2 separate regions of the Mus musculus genome follow, and region 1 is linked to region 2. The links are chromatin contacts, called in public HiChIP or PLAC-seq maps. All regions are on one chromosome and are shown on one strand. Each heading gives the region's core, a stretch centred on a gene start, on an enhancer-like site or on the middle of the called end of the contact. The rest is flanking DNA. Distances are from core to core; before and after follow the strand shown.

What was found. HiChIP or PLAC-seq counts read pairs in DNA pulled down with a chosen protein or histone mark.
Region 1: a contact with region 2 is called in an H3K27ac HiChIP or PLAC-seq map of embryonic stem cells, with 11 read pairs. The contact joins the promoter of Srcin1 here to the enhancer-like site in region 2. A contact is called at or near these places in 20 of 39 promoter capture datasets (the 3T3-L1 cell line, 3T3-L1-derived adipocytes, the C10 cell line and 12 more), 4 of 15 datasets of contacts at CTCF or cohesin (CD8 T cells and embryonic stem cells), 39 of 484 Hi-C or Micro-C datasets (the AML12 cell line, the G1E-ER4 cell line, LSK cells and 18 more), 24 of 115 datasets of contacts at active chromatin or transcription factors (the 230-238 cell line, the HPC-7 cell line, the SCID.adh cell line and 15 more) and 5 of 9 other capture datasets (adipose tissue, embryonic stem cells, liver and 2 more).

What each region holds. Positions count from the first base shown.
Region 1 is chr11:97,570,496-97,576,823 of GRCm38.p6, reverse strand. It overlaps Srcin1 (SRC kinase signaling inhibitor 1), which reads left to right and starts at 1,698. Exons shown (of 20, transcript NM_018873.2): 1 at 1,698-1,856. The coding sequence starts at 1,835.
Region 2 is chr11:97,510,214-97,516,740 of GRCm38.p6, reverse strand. Srcin1 (SRC kinase signaling inhibitor 1) reads left to right here. Exons shown (of 20, transcript NM_018873.2): 20 at 4,093-6,527. The coding sequence ends at 4,227. Among named protein-coding and RNA genes, the nearest start is that of 4933428G20Rik, 13 kb to the right of the region's middle. Within about 2 kb of position 5,235, at least 81 of the 459 cell types and tissues checked have an H3K27ac peak or open chromatin away from gene starts, as enhancers often do. A contact at or near this core is called in CD8 T cells, the G1E-ER4 cell line, the HPC-7 cell line and 11 more, where this site is marked.

The DNA of each region.
Region 1 (6,328 bases), core at 449-2,948, 64 kb before region 2:
CCGCTGGGTACTGATGCCTATCTTGGGCAGGCAGCCAGGTAGGGAGCTGGAAGGGTGCCCAGTGAGTGCCCAGAGGCCAAAAGATGGTCACCATCCAGTTGGCAGAGGGAGAAGCAGCTGGCCTAGAAGAGAAGTCAGGGTCTTAACTGCTTAGTGTTGTGTGCCCAGACCTTGTGTCCAGGACACAGCTCTTGGCTGCCCTCCTGAGATGACCAAATGGAGCTGAGAGTCCCCTCCCACTGCCTTGCCCTGCCACCTGAGTTAGTGGAACTGGACATTGATCTGTAAGGGGCAGTTGGGATCTTGCCCCTAGCTGGGCACGGGACTGGCTCAGAGGCAAGCAAGCCTAGGGGCGGGCAGAAAAGTAGGAGAGCCCAGATTAAGGCTGGGACTGGGTAGACCAAGAAGTGGGGAAACCGGTTTGTCATCTGGGCCACTTGGGGTGGGGTCTCCTCTCCTGAGCCCGGTCTGCCAGTCATTCTGCCAGGTGGCCTGTAGGGAAGAGATGCAGGCACTGGGTGGCATTTTCTTGACCATCTGAACTGCCTTTGGGAATGCCAGGAGTAAATAAAACGGGCAGAAAGCTCAGCCCACCTGCCTCTCTTGAAAAGAAGCTTCCGAGAGAGGGAACTGGCCACAGAACCCGAGGGAAGGAAGCAGGGAGAAGCCTGAGTTCCAAAGGTCATCGTGTGTCTGGGTCCGAGCTGGAGATGGAGAAGTTTGTATCATCCGCAGGTAGGCCCAGTAAGGTGAACCAGGGTGGGGCACTCCTCCTGGCGCACTACAAGCTGCTTTGGAGATGGCAAAGGTGTCCCCAGAAGAGGCGTGAAAAGACAGAGTCTGTGACGGCCTACTTTGGGGTCCACTTCAGAAGGGATCAGTGTCTCTTCAATCTCACGCAGTACCTGCTCACGCCTGCGGTAGGGGCAGGAATCCGAAGTAGGGGCCAGGAGGACGTCCAGCAGGGGGCGTCTGGGAGCCAGGTCCCTGGCCCAGTGGTAGCTGAGGAAGGGGGAAGGGCAGAGGTGAGGAGGCGCGACCATAGAGGGGTACGCTGCACTGGGGGTGGGGGGGGGTAGGTGTCTCGGCTCTCCAGGCGTAGAACGACTGTGGCGCTCCGAGGTCACCTTGGCTGGAGCGATCCCTGATTCTCTCGTCCCCTCCCCAGCCTCAAGCCCTGCTTCAACGAACCCGAAGTGCTTTTTTTATTTTTTGTCCCAAAGCGTTGAGGGTGCTTGGAGACCCAAAGAGTCACCTCCCCAGGTGCCTCTTTCGAGGCCACTCTGGGGTCAACGCATTTGTCTCTACCGCAGCAGGAGGACCGCTGAGGGTGGGGGAAGCAGGTGGAGTTTGGGGGGGGGGGAGGAGCGTGAGCGCGCCCCGCACCCTAGTCCGGGCGGCGCGCTGCGGGATCCGGGTGTGCTGCTGGAGGGCGCGAGGAGGCGCAGTGCCCCTTCCCTTCCCCCGCTCCCCGCCACCCCCGGCGGCCCTTTGTACCATCCGGCCACACGCGCGTGCCCGCATCGTGCGCGCTCCCGCCCGCAGTGACACACCCGCGCCGGCCGCACGCGCGCACTCGCGCGCACACACACAGAGACACACACACACACACTCGCTCTCGCACACTCGGTGACACGCCCGCGCGCGCGCGCACCCACACGCCCGGCCGCCGGCGCCCTCCCAAGCTGGTCCACCCCGGCGGGGCCCGCGCCCCCGGCCCGCCCGCCTGGCACCGCGCCCCGGGGCTGGGGCCGAGCGAGAAGCCCGCGAGGCGGCGAGAGGGCGAGCGCCAGGCAGGCCGGCCCGGGGCCCCCGCCCCCCGCGCCCCCGCCCGATGGGGAACGCTCCGTCCCAAGGCATGTCCCTGTCTCTCTCCTCCCTAATGTGCCTCCATGCTTAAGTGGAAGGTATTTCTGTTTTCTTTGTGTGTTTTCCCCTCGGCCGGGGGCGGGGGCGGCGGCCGGGCCCGGGAGGCGGCGGCCGGCCGGGCGAGGGATGCTCTGGGCGCAGGTGTTACGGGGGGCAGGGTACCGCTGCGCGCCGGGCTGGGACGGGCCAGGGAGGGAGAGCGCAGGGAGCAGAGAGGGTCTGGAGCCGGCGAAGCTGGGGACCCGGCGGGAAGGGCCTCGCGGTGCCCGGGGGGAGGGGACCTGGGGTTACAATGTAAGGGGGAGGGGTGGGTGAAGGGGGATGGCGAAGAGAGTCGGGGGGAGGGGAGGGGTCCATGCGAGGTGGAAGCTAGGGTTGTTGAAGGGGGAAGGGACAAGGGATGAATGCAAGAGAACCACATCCCGCCTCAGCTCTCAGAATGGGGTGCAGGCGCTGGGCTGGTAGTGCTGGACCCTTCGTGCCAGTCCCTCAGGGAAGCAGCGGACTGAGAGCGCTCTGGGTTTGGTTGTGTTGCCAGGATACAAAGCTGCATTCTACACCCCACCCCCTGCACCTCGAGGCCCTAGCCCTGGAGACCTCCTAGCCTCCACAGGAGTTGCAGAAACTGGGGACCTGCTCCCGGCTTGCTGGGTGGTGGGTAGGGAGGGCCCTGGAGAGGGAGGGATCGAGGGAGGGGCTTCTGGATCTTAAATCCTCCCCTTGCAGACGCAAGGGGTAAAGAAGGGCGCCCCCAGCTGGGTAGGGCGTCCGGGGTGATGTGGAGGTGGGGACTGCAGGGGGCTGGAAAAGTAGAGGGGCGGGGCTGGGGAGGGGACTCGCGTGGCCCCCCCTCCCCTCCCACGCACCCCCCTGCTACGTCAGAAGCTCCTGGGCCAGCTCCGAGTCCTGTCGGTGGGGGCAGCAGGATGCTGGTGGCAGTAGAGGGGGCCGGCCGGGTGCCTCCGCAGCTCAGCTGGCAGGGCCCTGTGGGGCGTGTGTGGCTGCTGGTGCGCGCCCCCAGCCCCACGCCTCCCCATGCAGCCCTGGCAGTGCCTCCGGCGCTTCGCCCTGGCCTGGTGGGAGAGGACCGCCGAGGGTCGCGCCCGTTCTCCCAGGGAGGAGGTTGGACCGAGGGACCCTGGGGGCCGAGGGGAGCCAGGTGAGCCGGATCAGTACCTCTTAAATGTTGCCAGATCTGTGGGCTCTGCAGACCCCAGCTTTGAGAGAAATGGGGTTCTCAGTTGGGGCTTCCCGGCTGCAGCCTCTCAGAAGGTGTTTGGGATAAAGGTGGGAAGTGAAGAAACTGTGTAGATATCAGTTGTAGGGAGGGATCGGGCTGTTCATTTGGGTAGGGTTCGTGCCCTTTGGGATGGGGTGATAAGATACCTTCCTCTTCTCTGGTCATCTTTGCTATGGGTGACCTTGAGCCAATTGCTTGGCTAACTCTGTGCCTCAGTTTCTCATTCCCTTCCCTGTCTCTGGCTGGTCTTAAAAATGATGATGTCTCTGATAGAGCTAGTCACTGTGGAGATGAGAGACTGTCATCTCTGGTGGCAGCTGGGATGGACGGTGGTTTCTAGCACGGCTGGTGTGTGTTTGTAACTGGACGCCACTGTGGCATATGGGTTTGGGGTTTGGTTGATGGTGGCCGGTATGGAGTCACTCTGGATAAATGGTCAGGGTGGGATGCAGCCAGAAGGAGTGCTCTTGGTAGGCTGGGAGTTGGGATAGTGACTTAGCCTGGTATAGAAGCAAGGGTGAGTGAGGGCTCTGGACATAAGGGGAAGGGGCTCCCCCACCCACCCCAAGGCTGTCTGGTACCCAGGCACCATTGGCTGCAAGTGTAAAGGCTTTGCCCTGGCTTCCTGCCACTCTGCCTTGGGGACAAGAGGGTTTTTGTCCAAAGCTGCCCCCTAGTCCTGCGTTCTTTCTTCCTTCCCTGGGAGGTTAGTTCTCAGATACCAATGACCCTGGGACTGAGGTTCGGGTGGGTTAGAAGAAACAAATGTAGCCTCAGGCTGGGAGCAGGGAGAGCAGCCTCGCTAGGGGAAGGGTCCCCTGGAACAAGCTCTTTAGAGACGTGCTCCCATTTCTGCCTTTCCCTCGGCCCCTCTGCTTTCCTCTCACCTAGCAGAGGAGGTAGGGGGCTCTCTGCCCTTACTTATATAGCCTCTTAAAAGGTGAATGGTGACCTACCAGATGCATGGTCCCTCTGAGTGTCCCCCCTGCCTGTCCAGGGACCCACCCAAGAAAAGGGTTTAATTAGAACCATTGATTCTTTTTTGGCTGCGGGCATCGATCTCAGTGGTGTGGTCAGAGCAGTGGCTGGGGGCAGGGGTGGCACAGCTGCTGTCTGCCGAGTGCTAACCTTGGCATTCTCTGCCAAAACCCCATCCCTGGAAGTGCTGAGCAGGGTTAGGGCTGGGCTCTTTCAAGCCCCCACCTCCACCCTAGATCAACTCAGCTGAGGGCTGAAACAGTTAGGGACTGTGTTCAGGTTAGAGGAAGGGTGGTCACATAAAAGGACCTCTTTCAAGTGAGCTGGGGGCACAGCAAGAAGCAGTGGTGGTTGAGAATATCCATTCTATTTGCGGGAAGTCTGGAGGAATGGAGTGGCCTGAGAGTGTCTAGGCAGGTCAGGGACCAGGGGAAAATCGAGGGCTGGCTATAAAAGTATCTCTTTCGAGGAATTCTGAGCACTTATCTCTAAGCCCCGGCAAGGTGTTTGTTTTCCTCCTTCGTTTATGTTGTCCAGGCCTAGAGAGGGACAGGGTCTGCCTAGATGCCCGGCTGGCCCAGGTGTGGCCTGGCTCTCTGACCCTGTGGCCCCTGTTGGATGGATGGCACTGAGGGTGAGGTTTCTAGTATCTGTGGCTCAGGTCCCTGGAGTTGGGGGCCCTAGCTTGCGCCTGCTATGGGTGGGTCTGAGCAGGTGCAGTTTCAATGAGGCACTCAGGGGCTCTTTGAAGACTCCTTTGCTGGCTTCCCAGGGCCCATTTGAGCAAAGATAATAAAAATCTGGCCGTCAGCGGGTTTGAGGGCTGTGCTTGCTTCCCCCTTTCTTTCATTCCCAGCTCTGAAAAGATGAGATGAAGGAAGGCTTTGGATTTGGCTGGGAAGCAGCTCCTGCCCCAAGGGAGAGAGGCAGGAGGGAGGGAGGGATGATGGGAGGGAGGGAGGGAGGGCCGACTTCTTGGCAGCCAGCAATGGGCAGAAGGGTAGAGACATGGTCCCCAAACCCTACTAACGTCATGGCACCTCAGTGTCAGGACTCTATATCCAATACCCAAGGGATAGCACAGTCCTTCAGACCCCTGGGACCCCAGAGCATCCTTCTCTGCACAAAAGTTCCTTTTAGTCACCTCAGGCTCTTCATCTGCCCTCTCTGCCAGCCTTCCACTCTCCTCCCCCCTCCCCCTCCTCTGCCAGTGTCCCCCCCTCTCTCTGGCAGTCCCTCCCCTCTGTCTGTCTTCTCTGCCCTAGCAGCAATCCAGCTTTCTAGGGCTGAGTGGAAGGGTTGCTGCCGAGGGGAGCAGCCACGGAACAGCCCTAGCTGCAGCCTCAGCAGGGATGGGCCAGCTGACTATTATGGGCTGTCAGGTGCCATCACTGTCAGAGTGCGGGCTGGAGGGGCTGCTGTGCATTTAAGAGCACACTCAAGGATGCATGTGTGTGTGTGTGTGTGTGTGTGTGTGTGTGTTGTGGGGCTCCTCCCATACCACCACAGGCGCCTCACCTTAACACTGGGCTCCCTATACCTCTGCCACCCACTTCAGTTACCTTCTGGCTTTCGCCTTCCCGGCAGATTTTTCTTTCTTTCTTCCTTTCTTTTCCTTTCCCCAGCCCTTCTGGTCCTTGGTCCCTAATGGTACTCTGTCTTGCAGTAGACTCAGCCCATAACCATCAGACTACCTCCAGGCTCCAGAGAGGCAAGAAGGATCCAGGAAGCCTCTGGGCTCTGCGCCAGGCCCTGGCCACTCTCCCCTGGTTAACCCTCCAGATGACAGATGACCATTAGAAAGGATACTGAGCCTGGAGCCCTTGCACTAATCCTGTCTCAGGCCTGGATGTCTGTGTGACCTTGAACAAGTCCCTTCCCTAGTCTCCTTTCTCACCTGAAATGAGGGGGCGGGGCTGGATGATCTCCAAGGTCTCTTCTGACATTCCTTCGGTGTTGTGTCTCTCTTGTGGGTGATTTGCATATGCTTTGCATATATTAATAGCTCCTACTCACCGAGGGAAGGACACCACCCACATGGGACCCAGAGTCCCGCCCATCTTTCCAGTTCCCCTCACCCATTGGCCCAATTCCCAAGGCTCCAGCGTCTTAGAGGATGGAAGTTAAGCACCAGAGAAGGTTGGGTCTGGCCCCTGCCTCTCCAGGGTCCGTGTGCTGAGTATGGCTTTGTTGGGTGGAATCCCGCAGGAACAGGCATTTAGGGTGTGAGTTCTCTAGAAC
Region 2 (6,527 bases), core at 3,986-6,485:
GGGTCTCTCAGCTTTCTGACGAATCGAGACATGTTTCGTAGGTCATTTAAAAAAAATAATAAAGAAAACAATAAAGGAACCGGTGTGGGGAGGTTTGGACCAGTGGAGGATTGTCTGTCTAGTAGGGGGAGGTCCTGGGTTTGATCCCCTAGCACTGTAGAAAAACAAAAAATTTTAAAAAAGACAACAACAATGTAGTGTCACCACCAAAATGTGTGGTCTCCTACGGTCATCTGTGACTGCTGTAAACTTTTATCGGTTTTCTAAGACCTGTGAGGACTTTCTAAAATGCATATTTGATGAATGCTCAGACATAGCAGTTTAAAGTCTATGCCCACAAAGCCCAGCTTGAATCTCTTCAGGGCTGTGCAGTCTACACAGCTGGTCCTCTGTTAGGCTCGGAGCCAACACGTACACATGTTCAGTCCACCTGTGTCGCTAAGACAAGCTCTGACTCAGTTTCCCAGGTAGACCTTGGCTTGGATTCTGCCTCAGCAGCCCAAGTAGGTGGGATGACAGGCCTGTGGCACGGGACCTGGCATCAGAGCTATGATGTCAGTGAGATTAAGAGAACTAGACGTGGTGGGGACCTGGGAAGTGTAGGAAGAAAATTCCAAGACGGGAGTGCATTACAATGGACACGACAGAGGCCTGGAGATGACAGGAAGAGCCCTTGAACGTTGTTTGTAGGATTGCTGGTAGGTGAGGTGGGGACTGGGTTCCATCTTGTCACCTAGGGGTGAGGGACCAAGGGCTTGGTGTAGACATGGAGCTCTGGAGGTCAGCCACTTACTCTGTCTTTCAGTGCCTCTCGTGAAGGAGCCGTTAGTGAAGGAATCACCAGAGTTGCTGAGGGGATGACATCAGTGCTGAGACCAGAGAGTAATGGTAGCTGGAGCTGTGGGCACGCTGGGGGAAGACTGAGGGGGTAACAGGAGAATGCTGTTCCTGTTAGTCCCTGGATGGATGGTCACCAGAAATGACCTGGCTAAGGCAATCAGCTGGGTGTGAGACTCCATCTTGACTTAACCCCATTTGGAACTGTGGGTCAGGGCCTGAAGGGAGAGCAGATGTGCCATGGTCTAGCGGCATGCCGCCATGGCCCCTGGGTCCATGAGTATCCCACTTCTCCCAGACGAGAGCAGAGTCTCCCTGAGGCTTCTGTTTCATCACAGAGCTGGGGAAGTTCTGCTTTCTCTTATCAGAATCAAGACCCATGGTGTGTATAGGGAGGACTTGGACAGATGGCTCAGTGGTGAAGAGCAATTGCTACTCTTACAGAGGACCCCCGTTCAGTTCCCAGCACCCACACAGTGGCTCACACCCACCTGTGGCTCCAATTGCAGGGGATCTGATACCCTCTTCTGAATTCCATAGTACCGGGCATGAATGTGATGCACAGACATACATGCTGGCAAAACACACATACACATAAAATAAATACATCTTAAAAACAAAACAGAAAGAAACCAAACCACCCATCGGCAGGTGAGGTGACATGGAAGTGACAGAAACCCCCCAGACCAGGGACTCTGGGCAGCATAGAGTTGCCTTACCTGTTCCCTTTGCTTCAGCAAATCTTGTATGGAGCTACAGCCAGGGAGTCCCCAGATGAAATGGAAGCTGGCTTTTTGCTTGTTTTGTTTTGTTTTTTTCAAGACAGGGTTTCTCTGTGTGTAGGCTGTCCTGGGACTAACTCTGTAGACCAGGCTGGCCTGGAACTCACAGAGATCCACCTGCCTCTGCCTCCTGAGTGCTGGGATTAAAGGCGTGTGCTACCACTGCCCATCTTAATATTTCATTCATGTACATGTGTGTGAGCCTGAGTGAGCGAATATGCACCCGTCAGCACATGTGTGCAGGAGAGGGCATGAGACCCCTCAGGCTAGAGTTACAGGTGGTTGTGAGTAGCCATGTGGGTGCTGGGAACTGAACCTAGGTCCTCTGCAAGAGCAGCAAGCACTCTTAATCACTGAGCCATCTTTCCAGCTCAGAGAAATAACTAAGTGGAAGACCCTAAGGTGGTAGCAGAAGGGATGGGGTGGGGGCAGCAGGCTGAACCCAAAGCGAGTGGCAGAGGACACTTAGTCACCTGTGTTATGAGTTTATCCCCAGGCCCAGGTACTCCTGTTGTCGAGGGCGAGCACGGGTCACCCCTGGCCCGTGGCGATGGACACAGAATGCCGTGGGGTAGGATGCTGACTGATGACGTGGATCACAGTAGAGGAGATACTACTCAATCCACATGCTTGCTTGAGGCTCTCCTGAAGGGGAGGCACTGGCTGCCAGCCGCAGCTCGGGAAAGCCTATACAAATATCAGATGGGCCACTTGATGCCTGCTTGATCTCAGGAACCTCAGGGGGGGCGGGTCACTGAGGCCACACAGTTGTTTTCTTCTTCTTCTTCTTCTTCTTCTTCTTCTTCTTCTTCTTCTTCTTCTTCTTCTTCTTCTTCTTCTTCTTCTTCTTCTTCTTCTTCTTCTTTCTTCTTCTTCTTTCCCTCCTCCTCCCCCTCCTCCCCCTCCTCCCCCTCCTCCCCCTCCTCCCTCTCCTCCTCCTTCTTTTGTGTAGTCTTGGCTGTCACCTGGAACTCACTCTGTAGACCAGGCTGGCCTTGAACTCAAGAGATCCATCTACTTCTGCCTCCTGAGTGCTGGGATTAAAGGCGTGCACCACCACTGCTCGGCTCCCTCTTTTTCTTTAACATGGCTTTTGTTGTTTATTTGGTTTGGTTTGTTGAGACAGAGTCTCACTAAGTAGCCCAAAGCTGGGCTGGAATCAGCCTTAGATTTTCCAGAATTACAAGCATCACGACAACAGGATTTTTGCTTTGCTTTGTTTTATTATTTTCCATTTTATGTGAGTTGCTGTTTTTCCTGCATGTATGTCTGTGTGACGGTGTCAGGTACTTTAGAGCTAGAGTTTCAGGCAGTTGTGAGCTGCTGTGTGGGTGGTGAGAATTGAACCCGGGTCCTCTGGAAGAGCAGTCAGTACTCCTAACCGCTGAGCCATCTCTCCAGCCTTTGTTCTGGTTTTTTTATTGTTTTTTTAAAATCAAGGCTGTTTATTCATTTATCACACTGATAGCTAAACTCTAGGTGAGTCCCTGGTCACAGCTACAGACTTCGAGGCTGCCTGACTTGTGTGTCATCATTCCCCAGTGGTGACACCTGCTTAAAATGCACAGTCCCACCCCAAAAGTAGAGATGACTCTGGAAGGACTCCCTGGAATGTGACACATGCCACAGAATGTACCCTGGAGATGACACAGGTGGTTCTTAAGCCATACCTTGGAGGCCATGGCCCAAAGAACAAACCTGGGGGACAAATATAAAAGAAGTAAGGAGAGTGTTGTGCACGCGTGAGCACAGGGCATTCTGACTGGGAGGCAAACCTGGAGCACGGCTTGTGCCTCAGAGAATGGTCTCCAGCTACCTTAGGGGCACTTGGGACTGGGATGGGGGAGGGGCATGAACAGGGAGGGCCACAGTGGGGATCCCTGAACTGGGAGGGATGCTGGTGGTGGCAGGTGGCTACTCCCAGTTCCCAGATGGGGCTAGCTCATTCCAGCTTAGACCAGGGGCCTTCTGGTGAGGACTGGTCTCCCACAGAGGTCAGAGGCAGGACTTTTACTGCTGGGCTGAGCTACTGACCCCATCTGCCCTGGCTTTAGATGCATCCCTGTTGCTACTAACCATACACTTCTTCTCCCTCCCTCACCCCCCCTCCCACCCCCTGTCCCCTCTGCCTGTCCTGGGCTGGGTCTCTCTGGTGTCTCTTCTGTCTTCTGTCTTTCCTCTCTCAGTAACCATGGACTGAACCCCCCCTCCCCACTCTGCTTTCCAGGCCTTTGATCCAACCCCATGGCTCCCCTCAACCTTCTTTGTGCCCTGACGACACACTTCCCCACCCTGTCCCCCCCAGTTCAGAGGAGCACTCTCTCCAGCTGCCCCGCCCCCTCTGGTTCTCGCTTTTGCAGTTAATTGTCTCTTGGACTTGTGGAGTTTCCCCATTTTTCAACACTTCAGCCAGGAGCCAGCATGAAGGCTCTCCTTTGCTCTCTCTGACCCCTGACCCCTGTTTTTGTTCCAGGCCACTAAACCATCTAAAGAGGTGAGCGGTCCGAATGAGACCTCAAGCCCCGGCTCAGAAAAGCCCTCTGGTTCCAGAACCTCCATCCCTGTATTGACTTCCTTTGGGGCAAGGAATTCTTCCATCTCCTTCTAGAAGCCCCTCATGCCACCACCCCAGCCCGCCCCTCCCATACTCCCGCCATCCGTCCCTCCTTCCTTTCATGCCCGCTCTACCCTGCCCACTCTCACGCCTGAAAGGTTGCAGGGGGCATGGCCCTTTGCCCTCTCATCTCCTCTTGGTGTTTTTGGTTTTTTAAGCGATTTCCTTTAATTATCTTTCTTTTCCTTTTTTTCTTTTTTAAAGAGCAAATGAGAAAGCTAAAAACCAAACACACCAACTTCCCCTGACTTCCGGTTCCCTAGCGGCCTCTGCTCCGCCCACTTCCTGTCATCTTCTTCCCCTCTGCTCTTTCACCCTCCTCCCCTCCCCTCCCCCCAAGTCCATCCAAAGTTCCCACCTCCTCTAACTTCCCAAGAACACTTGGAACAAACTCTGAGCCACGGAGACTTGGAGCGGAGCGAGGCCCCCCTCCCGTTACTGGGTTCCTTCCTGGAGGAACAGATGGACAAGGACTGACCCAGCATCAGGCTGGACAATGGACAAGGGAGACCCTGGCCTTGGAGACGCCCACTGTCTGTCCAGCCTTCGAAGAGACAGAACTCTGCTGCTGGCCTGTGGTTTTTCTTTCAAACCAGGGTGGGCCTGGAAGCAGGCCTAGCTGGAGGGGATCCCCAGAGAAGAGGCCAAGGCTGGGTGTGAGGAGGGAAAGGGGGGACACTAGGTGCCAGGGGAGAAGCCGGCTCGCTGCTGCTCAGTGTCCGGCTGGTGCTAGCAACAGATGGAAGGAGGTCTCCAGGACACCTGTTATGGAAGGTGCTTCTGGGGACAGCCTGCCCCTGGGGATCTGCCTTGGGAGAGGGCAGTTCTGAGAGGGGCATCTGGTACTTTTAGTTCCCTAATTTAGCACTTTAAATGCCATTAACTTATTTTATGGGGGTGGGGTGGGGAAGATGGAAGGGCCTAGAAACATGTTTGGAGGGTGGGAAGGGTCTGGTTTGAGGGATACAGGGAGACGGGACGGGTGGGTGCAGTAAAGTCTCTGACCCCTAGAGGGCGCAACTTGACCTTCAGCCAGCCTCTATGATTTGAGGGTTTTCAGGGAAGGCATGAGATGCGACGACTTGCCGGTGGGGATCTGGTGACCACTTGTCAGGTGTTTGAGGGTCCCCAAGGCAGAAGAGCCAGTTAGTACTCCAGTCTGGATACCTTGCAGGGGTCCTGCACAGGACAGACTGGCTTTGAATGGGTCCAGGAGTCTAAGGGAGAGGCTGACTTGGTTCTGGCCTGGCCCCCAGCCGCTACAGTGGGGCCAGAGCAAGAAGGAAGAAGATCGGGAAGGTGGAGGGGCTTCCCTTTGGAGCACAAAGCATGTAAGCACAGAGGTGTGGTCTTGGGACCAGTCCCACAGTAGCACAGAGAGGAGCCATTGAAGGGACAGAACCCCAGGACCCTGGCGCCCAGCAGGGGAAAGCCAAGCGGCAGCTGTTGAGGGTTTGGGTTGGGAGGGAAAACTGGGTTGTGTTTCCTTTCTTTGATTTTGTTTATTTTTATTTCTATTTTTGTTTTGTTAGTTTGCTCTTGTTTTCTAGCTTTGGGTCATTTTTGTACTAAGGCAAGCAAGCCTTTTTGAAAAATAACAAAAGAAGAAGAAAAAAATCCCTCCCAGAAAAAAAAACAAAAACAAAAAACAAAACAAAAAACAAAAAAACCTAAAAAAAATAGAAAAAAAAAAAGGACCTCACAATGATGCAATTACTTTTAATTGCAAGCAACTCTTTACATTTAAGTGAAGTGTCTTAACATTTTATATTGTTTTAAAAATATATTTACATATTATATATATATAATATACGTAATATAAATATATATAAATATTTAAAAAAGAAAAAAAAAAAAAGAAAACCACAGCACACTCTCCCTGGCCACTGTCTGGCAGGGGAGGGGCTGGGGACAGGCGTGTGGCCTGGTTTCTGTAGTCCCTGTGGAGCAGTTTGGTTTGATTTGGCTGTACAGAGACCCCTGGCTTGGGAGGGGAGGGGGAGGGGCCCCTCCACTCCATTTCTCTTTGCTTGCTACTCTTTGCTTGCCCCCACACCCGCTCAGCCCTGAGACCTGAGTGTGCGCCCCTCCGTCATTGTCCTGAGTTGAGTGTCCTTTGTGGAGAGACAGGGAGGTGGAAGAAGTGACTATTCATGCAGGGGCTGCCCCACGAGCTCAGGCAAGGCCCCCGTGGGCTTTGCGTAGTTCTAGTTCTTCAATTTGGTTACTGCGCGAGTGTGTCCTGGAAGGAATTTGTATGGGATTGTGTGCAGCCTCTGTGTGTGTGTGCACAC